Linked DNA regions of Oryctolagus cuniculus: region 2 is linked to region 1. The links are chromatin contacts, called in public Hi-C maps. All regions are on one chromosome and are shown on one strand. Each heading gives the region's core, a stretch centred on a gene start, on an enhancer-like site or on the middle of the called end of the contact. The rest is flanking DNA. Distances are from core to core; before and after follow the strand shown.

Region 1 (4,542 bases), core at 1,162-3,661:
CGGCTCAAAGTCCCTCTCGGGGAGGCAGAGGCGCAGTCCGCGGCCAGCTGGAGGACAGCCCTCCAGAACAGGCAGCAGCTCCTGCACCACCCAGCCCTGGTCTTCGCTGCAGTGGGACACGAACACATCGTAGAGGAATCTCCTGCCCTCGCCCCTCTGACCCCACAGACCCTGGAGCCAAGCCCTGAGCCAGGCCTGGAGATAAAGGACCCAAGAGTTGCGGGCTTCCTGGAGGAGGGGCAAGGCGATCAACAGAAGCAGCAGGCAGGAGGAGCCCACAAAAAGCGCCAGCTCCAAGGTCTGGAAGCAGTGGCTCTGGAGAAAGGGGAAGAGAGGGCTCTTGGGACGGCCCTCAGCTTCTGCCGGGCACATCTGGTACGCTCTGATGTGCCAGTAGGTTCTAGGGGACCTCTCCAGCCAGGGTGCCACCCAGGCATTGGCGCAGAGACAGGCCAAGGATGAAGAGAGAATGTACATGTACTGGGGCATCCGGGGACTGTGGTCCTGGAGGCTGTCGTCCAGCACCAGGTTGTCCTCCTCCATCAGCACCAAGACCTGGAGACTGCCGAGGCCCCGGAACGCAGCGGCGGACAGGGTCTGCAGCCCCGTGTGGTACAGCTGCAGCACCTCCAGCCGGGGCAGCTCCCCCACCAGCTCTGCCAGCTGCAGGGGCCGGGGCTGGGCTCTAGACTTCAAGGACTCCAGCTTCAGCTCCTGGAGGCTGGGCAGCCCCGTGATGCGGCAGGGTCTGGAGATGTGTCCCAGCGCCTGGACCTTCAGGGACTGCAGCGTGGGGAGCTGCCACAGGAAGAAGCTAGAGTTGTCCTGGGAGCAGAGGGCCTCCAAGCTCCGGCCAATCAGAAAGAGCTGGCGAAGAGTGGGGAGGATTTTGGAGATATTCTGGGGCCCCAGCTGCAGGCCCCAGTCTTTTAAAGTCATTGTCTGCAAGACTGGAAAGACATTAGAAGCCAGTTCCCAGGGCTTCCTGCCTGGGACAGCGTGCAGCTCCAGGCTGGTCAGCCTGGTGGGCAGGGACAACGCCACCCCAGGAGGGCCACGGGGGAGCTGCAGCTTCAAGTCTTGCAGACTCTCTGCTCCCCAGAAGGCCCCGGCTGAGCTCAGCTCCACATGGGTGTTGAGCAGGTTCAGACTGGTCAGAGCACGCAGAGGAGCCAGCCAGCCCTCACCCAGGGATACCAAAGGATTGCTGTGCAAGTTCAAGGTCTTTAGCCTCTGTAGGCCTTGGAACATCTGGCCCTCTAGGTGAGTCAGCTGGTTTATCTGAAGTTCCAGCTCCTGTAGCTGTGGCAGGCAGGAGAAGGTGGCTGGAGGCAGGATGCGCAATCCATTGCTGGACATGTCCAGGGCCCACAGGCCTGACACAGGCCCTGTCTCGTTTGCACACAGCATGACAGCCTGCAGCTGGTTTTGGGCCAGATTCAGTCTCTGAAGCCTGGGCATGGTGGCCAGGAAACTTGGTGGCAGCTCCGTCAGGCCAGTGTTTCCAAGATCCAAGGTCTTCAGGCTGTGGCAGGAAGCCAAGGCCTCCGGCGCTATGCGCTTTATCCGATTGCCCCCCAAATGCAGCTGCTGCAGCTCCAAGGAGGCAACCAGCTCGGCAGGCAGCACCACCGTGTCAGAGGATGACGCGAACAGTGTGTCCAGACTCTGCAACCCCAGTCCCAGCACTGCAGCTGCTTTTATCTTGGTGCGGTCCAGACGCAGGGTCCCCAGTCTCAGGCCCTGGAGAGCCCCAGAACTGATATTCTGCAGCTTCGCGTTGAAGGACAGATCCAGCCTGTCCAGGGTCCAGGCATCCTCAGAGGAAGCGCCTTGCACCAGATCTGGGAAGATGTTGGCCAGCGTCCCCATATCCTGAAGGCAACCGTGTGTGACAGACAGCTGCCGTAGCGCAGGAGGCAGTCGGACACCCAAGCTTTCGTCCAGGCAGGGGCCCGAGAAACTGAGCTGTTGGAGGGCACTGAGGCCGCTAAAGGCATCAGGGGGTAGGAAAAGTGGCGTCTTTTTCATTGGGGGAGCCGTGAAACAGAGATACTGCAGCTGTTCCAGGCCCCGCAGAGCTCCTGGCAGGAGCTGGCTGAGACGGAGATTCAGTTCCAGGACCTTGAGTCCCAGAAAGTTGGAGAAGGCATCCTGGGGCAGAACAGAAACAGTACCAGAGAGACAGAGCCCCTGCACCCTCTGCGGCACAGCCTCCAAGGCCTGGGTCAGGTTGGTCACCGAGAAGCATGTGGCAAGGAGGGGCAGGCTAGAGTACAGCCGGAAGCTTATGAAGTAGCGAGACAGCAGAGGCAGCCGGGAGCCTTCGGTCACTAGGCAGTTAGAAGCCGTCCAGCCTGCAGCCGGAGGAAGACACAGGAGCAGACCAGGCAGCAGCACACGCCTGCCCATCGCAGCTCCAAGCCTGGGCCACAGAGAAGTGGAATCAGAACCCCACTAGCTCCCCTCCTTTTCCCAGCCCCCACCCCCTCCCTCTGCACGCGTATGTACACAATACTCACAGCAGGGACCCGAAGGGATCCAGAAGCAGGGTCAGAGGGTCCCAGCGCTTCCAATCTGCAGAACGGCTGGGGAACTGAATGTCAGGGTGGGATGAGGGCTCCGAGGGTCAGGGGGAAGGGGAAGAATGCTAGTGGTGAAATGGGGCCAGGGTTCACTTCTCCACCACGAGGAAGGAAGTAGCATCCTAAGCACGAGTTCTGGCGCCAGGGATTCGGGATCCCTCTCTGCCACAGTAGTGGGAGATGCTGGGGACCACCGGTCCGAGCTCCAGTTTCTTTACAAGCATCCTAATACCTGCTTCGGAGGATTGTTGCAAATTACAAATGGGGTCTTCTCCTCATCACCCCCTTGACTGCTCCCTCTCCTTACTCTTAACAGAAACGAGAAGTAAATCAGGAATTTTGAAAAAGCAGATGCTGTGTAAGAATAATAAAACATGAAAACATTGCCCTGTGGACGTCCTGTTCTGCCTGGAAGAGACCAAGAGCCCAGGTGCAGCTGGGAGCACCGGCCAGCTCTGCTCCCGCCCTTCCAAGCAGGCACAGGGAGGGAAGGTCCCCTGGGCGTGGACCCTGACGTGCAGGGTCAGGCAGGAGGGAGGGCAGGAGGTGACCATCGCCAGCAATGCAGCGAACCACGATCTGCTCAGAAGACAAACTCCTTGACTTGGGAGATGTCGCTCCCCCTCTCGCGGAGGAACGACACTGGACCCTGCGCTGTTCTCTTTGCCCGGCCCTTCCCAGGTTAGCTGCCGTTCCCTCACTCGCGGAGGAACGACGCTGTCCTGGGTTAGCTGCCGCACCCCCACCCCCCCGCCTCCATGGAGGGGCGGCGGCACCCCCACCGCTTTCCCCGCTTCCGCAGAGGAGCGTCACACCGCCGGCCGGCTCTCTCGGGGGCTGCACAGATGTTCCCTTTAGATGTTCCTGGTGCATGTTGTCTCTCTCCTCCTTTATAGTCCTCTTCCACCAATCCCAACTCTGCTGCCCACACGCCGAGCACACTGCTCTCCTCCAATCAGGAGCAGGATCAGCTCCTGCAGCTTATCAGTCGAATTGGTGAGGCAGCTGTGTAGAAGTTGTTTACTCTCTCTCAGCTCCAGGTTGTGGGAGATCAGATGCATAGAATTCGTCTTAGCAATTCCAGTAATTTAGTCCAGTCTCGGTTGCTCTCCACAGGGAGAGGCTGTCTACCCAACTCTACAAGAAATGTAAGAACCATCTACTGCATTCCATCTAAAGCTGGAAATGAGACACCTCTATTTCTGTTCAACATTACGATGGAATCCTCAGCAAGGAGAATGAGAAAGAAAGAAAAGGCTCAGAAATGAACATTATGTGGACTTTAAAGGAGAAGCCCCAGGGTCACCATTTGTAAGACGCCCTGGTTACATTAGGGTCCCAAGAATTTCTGGAAACAGACCTTTTTTTTTAGAAAAAAGATTTTATTTACTTACTTAAGAGGTAGAGTTATAGACAGAGAGAAGGAGAGACAGAGAAAGGTCATCCATCTACTGGTTCACTCCCCAAATGGCTGCAACAGCCAGAGCGAAGCCAATCCGAAGCCAGGAACCAGGAGCTTCTTCTGCGTCTCCCATGAGGGTTGCAGGGGCCCAAGCCCTTGGCCATCTTCCACTGCTTGGAAACAGACTTTTAAAATTGAAGAATGGTTAGCAAAGATGCTGAATACTAGATAGTTTAAAAAGAAACTTTCTAATTCACCAGTGCTTTAGTTAGGATCTTGATAGGGAAAAGCACATTCAAATTAGATTTTTTAAAGATTTATTTTATTTATTTGAAAGAGTTACAGAGAGAGGTAGAACCAGAGAGAGAGAGAGAGATCTTCCATCCACTGGTTCATTTCCCAAATGGCCACAACAGCCAGAGCTGAGCTGATCTAAAGCCAGGAGCTTCCTCCAGGTCTCCCACCCGGGTGCAGGGACCCAAGCACTTGGGCCATCTTCCGCTGCTTTCCCAGGCCATAGCAGAGACTGGATCGGAAGTGGAGCAGCTGGGACTT
Region 2 (4,542 bases), core at 786-3,285, 100 kb after region 1:
TGCAGTAGGTTAAGCTACCGCATGTCACATCACAGTGCTGGTCAGGTCCCGTCTCCACTTCCCGTCCAGCTTCCACTGATGGGCGTCCTGGGAGGCAAGAGATACTTTGGTCCCTGCCACCCCCATGGAGGACCCAGATGGAGATCCTGACTCCTGGCTTTGGCCTGGCCCAGCCCTGGCTGTTGCAAGGGAATTAGCTGAGAGAAGGTATCTGTCTCTCACTCTGCCTTTCAAATAAATACAATAAACTTTAAATAATAATTTTTAAAATGAAATCCACGCAGCTTTCCATAATATACATTTTCCATAGACTTCTTGAAGTGGAATCTAAAAAGAAGAAGAGGAAGTCGTAGAAGTCAAGAGGAGACTGACAGCTGCCCAAGGCGAGTGTGGGGGCATCAGGGGAACAGTGAGGCTGGTCAAAGGGGTACAGTTTCAGTTAGGCAGAGGCATAGATTCCAGGGACCTGTCCTTCAGGAGGGTGACTGTGACAAATAGCAATGCACATATCTCTCAGAATTGCCAAAAGTAGAGTTTAAATGCTTTCACCACAAAATATAAGTACATGAATGGATGGATTCAATCAGCCTGACTTAATCATTCCACCTTGTAATGCTGTATATATCAAATACCACATTGCATACCCTAAGCACATATAACTGTTGTTTGTCAATTAAAAATAAAACTCAGACAAAAGCTTAATATATGTGAGATACTTTTTTAATATAAAAGCTTAATAAAATAAAAGCTTAATATATGGGAGATATTTTCTAATATATGTGAGATACATTTTTTAAAATGACATGACGACAACTAGAGTGAGCAAGCCCAGCAGCCTCCCTGCCAGCATTTACCCAGCAAAGAGCACAGACTCAAACGTGGCTGTCCATCGGAATCCACCGCAGCCGAAAGGCAGAAGCAACCCACATGTCCCTTGGCAGATGAACGGATAAACAGATGCCGTGTGTGTGGCCATTCAGCCATAAAGAGCAAGGAAATTCTGATCCATGCCACCCTGTGGCTGAACCTTGGAAACTAAGCTGAGCGAAATCAGCCAGACCCAGAGGACAAATACTTCATGGGTGGACTCTGATGATAGATCTAGAACACGTGAGTTCACAGAGACAGGGAGATGAGAGGTCACCAGGGGCCAGGCAGGGGGCAGGATGAGCCGAATGGGCAGTGATTGCCCAAGAGTTAATAGCGTTTCTGTTTCAGATGATGACAAAGTTCTGGGAATCCATAGCAGGGATGGTTGCACAACATTGTGAGTGCGGTTAATGTTACTGAATTGCAGATTTTAGTCCAGCGGTGGGTGTTTGCCTCGTGACTAAAATGCCTGCATCCTGTGGCAGCCTGGATTCCATTCCCAGCTCTGGCTCCTGACTCTGCTAATGCAGACCTTGGCTAAGGCAGCAGGCGATGACTCAAGTAATTGGGTTCCCGCCACCCACATGGGAGACCTGAATTGAGTTCCTGATTTCCGGCTTCAGCGCTGGCCCAGCCCCAGCTATTGCAGGCATTTGGGGAGTGAACCCAGTATGTGGGAAGCTTGCTGTCCCTCTGCCTCTCTGATGCCTCTAATCAGAGTCTGTGCCTCCTTCCTTCCCCTGTCTTTTGCATGAGTGATTGCGAGAGAGCAGGCAAGAGAGTGAGGGAGCACACACTTGACAGTTGTGGCTATCAAAAGCATGAGATGGAAGAGAGGGTGCCAGCCTGCTGGAGAGGAGAGCAAGTGGCAAGTTCATGTGCTGTCTAGGTCCAGGGGAGGAGGAGCAAGCTCAAGCAAGGGAGTCCACAGCAAGTGAGGGAGAACTGGAGCATGTGACAAGGGAGGGAGGCACAGACAGAACCGGACAGAGCCAGATGCAGGGAGAGGCGGTCAAGGGCAAGCGAGTGGGGCCAGGAGCGAGCAGCGAGGTCAAGAATAGAGGGAGCTCATTAGAGTGAGCCAGAGCAGCCAGGCACGATCAATCGCAGGAGGCCAAGAGGGCAAAAGCAGAACGGGAGTGCCAGGAGCCCACAGGGGAACAGCGAGCGAGCGTGCTGAGTGTGCCGGAGGGGGAGGGCCGCCCAAGGAGCAGCCAGCAAAGACCCATGGAGACCGGGAACCCAGGGAGACCCAAAAGGCAAAGCGAGGAGGAGCAGCAGAAGCCGAGAAGGACACAGTGGAGAGGGAAGGGCGAGGCATGCTTGTGGTAGCAAGAAGGAGGCAGGTGGGCAGAGTCCAAGCGGTGTCTCCCGCCTGGGTCCCCAGGAGGCTAGGGTAAGGCTGGCCCCTGCGGGAGAGCGGTGGCTGTCCTCACCAGGGCAGGGACGGTGTTTGTTCCGTAAAGGAATGCTGTGCCGTCCTTAGATTGTGTCTTGCTTTATTTCTCAGCAAGGATCCAGGTACACTGTCCACCACATCTGCATTAGACAGAAAAAGAAAGTTAAGGTTGAGGCTTGCTCACTGGGATGTGGCTTATCCTAGCCTCTGATTTACTGTGGCTACTACCCTATTTTCCCATTTTATTTTTATTTTACTCTATTTTTTTTAAGATTTATTTATGTGAAAGACATAGTTACAGAGAGAGAAGAGACACACAGAGAGAGCTCTTCCATCTACTGGTTCACTCCCCAAGGAGCCACAAAAGCCAGGACCGAGCCAGACTGAAGCCAGGAGCCAGGAACCAGGAGCTTCTTCCGGGTCTCCCACGTGGGTGCAGGGACCCAGGGCCTTGGGCCATCTTCTGCTGCTTTCCCAGGCCATAGCAGAGAGCTGGATCAGAAGTGGAACAGCCGGGACTAGAACCAGAGCCCTTATGGGGTGCCAGTGTCGGCGTCACAGGTAGCGCTTTCCCTGCTACACCACACCACCAGCCCCTTCCGTTGTATTTTCTCTGTGAATACTTCCATTGGGAATTCCCAGAGTGGCTCAGTGCTTTGGGAAGGGAGGAGAGGAGCTCTGTGGGGGTTCCTTGTTTGAACAGAGCTGCCACTTGGTGGCTTGTTGCACGATGATCCTTAAATTTCAGTTGAGGGGGCTGGTGCCGTGGCTCACTTGGTTGATCCTCCGCCTGTGGTGCCAGCATCCCATATTGGCACCAGGTTCTAGTCCTGGTTGCTCCTCTTCCAGTCCAGCTCTCTGCTGTGGCCTGGGAGGGCAGTGGAGGATGGCCCAAGTGCTTGGGCCCCTGCACCCGCATGGGAGACAAGGAGGAAGCACCTGGCTCCTGGCTTCAGATCGGCGTAATTCCGGCTGTGGCAGCCATTTGGGGGGTGAACCAACGGAAGGAAGAACTTTCTCTCTGTCTCTCTCTCTCACTGTCTAACTATATCTGTCAAATAAAAAAAAAATCAGTTGAGTCTCATCTACTCAGTTTTTTCAGTTTCTGCAAGATCGGGAGCTACACGTCCCTAGAACAGAAGAGAAGGTGGATTTCCACAGAGCAGGGCTGGGCCACACTTATTGACTTTGCCGTCTCACTGACTCCTGCATCAGCAACTTTGTGAGCAAGCTGAACAAGCCAGTGGCCGGAACGAGCCCCAGAACAGAGTGGGGCGCAGGACGAAGGGAATGGGGGACTAGGGGCCTTGGACTGTGCAGGAAGAGCAGGTGTACAGCACCCGGGGTGGGGGAATCACTGCCTGAGGCCCAGGTCACGAGTGCCGACTCAGACTGCTTTGGCAGCTGTAAGCAAGTCGCTGCTGGCCGCCTGGGAGTGGCTCGGGCTTCCCAATGCCCAGCACTGCGGTTTATGAGTCTCTGCCCGCACCTTTTGCAGCCCCCAGTGAAACCCACCTGGACTGAAGAAGGCAGCCTGGGGGGAGGCCAACAGGACGCCAACGCCGACTTCTGTCCTTGGCACTAGTCAGTGCTTTCGTGGATGCAGAAAATCACATTTGTTTCACTCCTGAAATTAGTATAAGCAGCAAGCACGGGGTTGACTGATGGAGTGATGGAGAAATGCTATTTTTACAGCTAGGAAAGAATGGCAGAAGGAAAGGCTTCTGCGTAGAAATGAGATTGTGCGGAACAGCCGGAAAGAAGCACAAGGAACCTGACCTCAGATCTGGGTGTGCCTCTCCCACCGCCCGTCCCCTCTTTCCAGCCCCTCTCTGTCCCCAGCATGGAGCCTCAAGGGGAAATGGAATTTCCAGTTCTGTTTGGAGGCCCCAGGATGCTCCCTGCAGGAACGGGAGGTTTCCAGAGGCTCTGCCAAGTCCGTCTTGGAGCGGCCCCATCCCCTGGAGCCAGTCTGCAAGAGCCAGGCTGGGCACGGTGCTGATAAACCACACGCAGCAGCACGTGGGTGCCTGACACTCTGCTGTGCACCCGTCACATGTTGCTCTACGCTCCCGACCGGGACAGATGAAGAGTTAGAAGGTCAGGCAGGTGCCACTCGCAAAGCTTTGCGGCTAGAAAGTTTGAGAGCCAGGTCTCAAAGCCAGGTCTTTCTGACTCCAAAACATGAGGATTTTTTTTTTTTAAGATTGATTTCATTGGGGCCAGCGCTGTGGCATAGCAGGTAAAGCCGCTGCCTGCAGTGCCAGCATCCC

What was found. Hi-C and Micro-C count contacts between places; a contact is called where the count stands out from the background.
Region 2: a Hi-C map of liver shows a contact between it and region 1, with 11 times the contacts expected there. The contact joins the enhancer-like site here to the promoter of LOC100338778 in region 1. A contact is called at or near these places in 6 of 6 Hi-C or Micro-C datasets (ear pinna, embryonic fibroblasts, liver and 3 more).

The regions. Positions count from the first base shown.
Region 1 is chr7:139,137,624-139,142,165 of mOryCun1.1, forward strand. It overlaps LOC100338778 (toll-like receptor 12), which reads right to left and starts at 2,412. Exons shown (of 1, transcript NM_001329073.1): 1 at 1-2,412. The coding sequence starts at 2,412.
Region 2 is chr7:139,237,711-139,242,252 of mOryCun1.1, forward strand. The region is part of intron 1 of PHC2 (polyhomeotic homolog 2); the gene reads left to right. LOC138850685 (a long non-coding RNA gene) reads right to left here. Exons shown (of 3, transcript XR_011390789.1): 2 at 3,785-3,896; 3 at 705-2,409. Among named protein-coding and RNA genes, the nearest start is that of A3GALT2, 56 kb to the right of the region's middle. Within about 2 kb of position 2,036, at least 1 of the 8 cell types and tissues checked has an H3K27ac peak or open chromatin away from gene starts, as enhancers often do. A contact at or near this core is called in ear pinna, where this site is marked.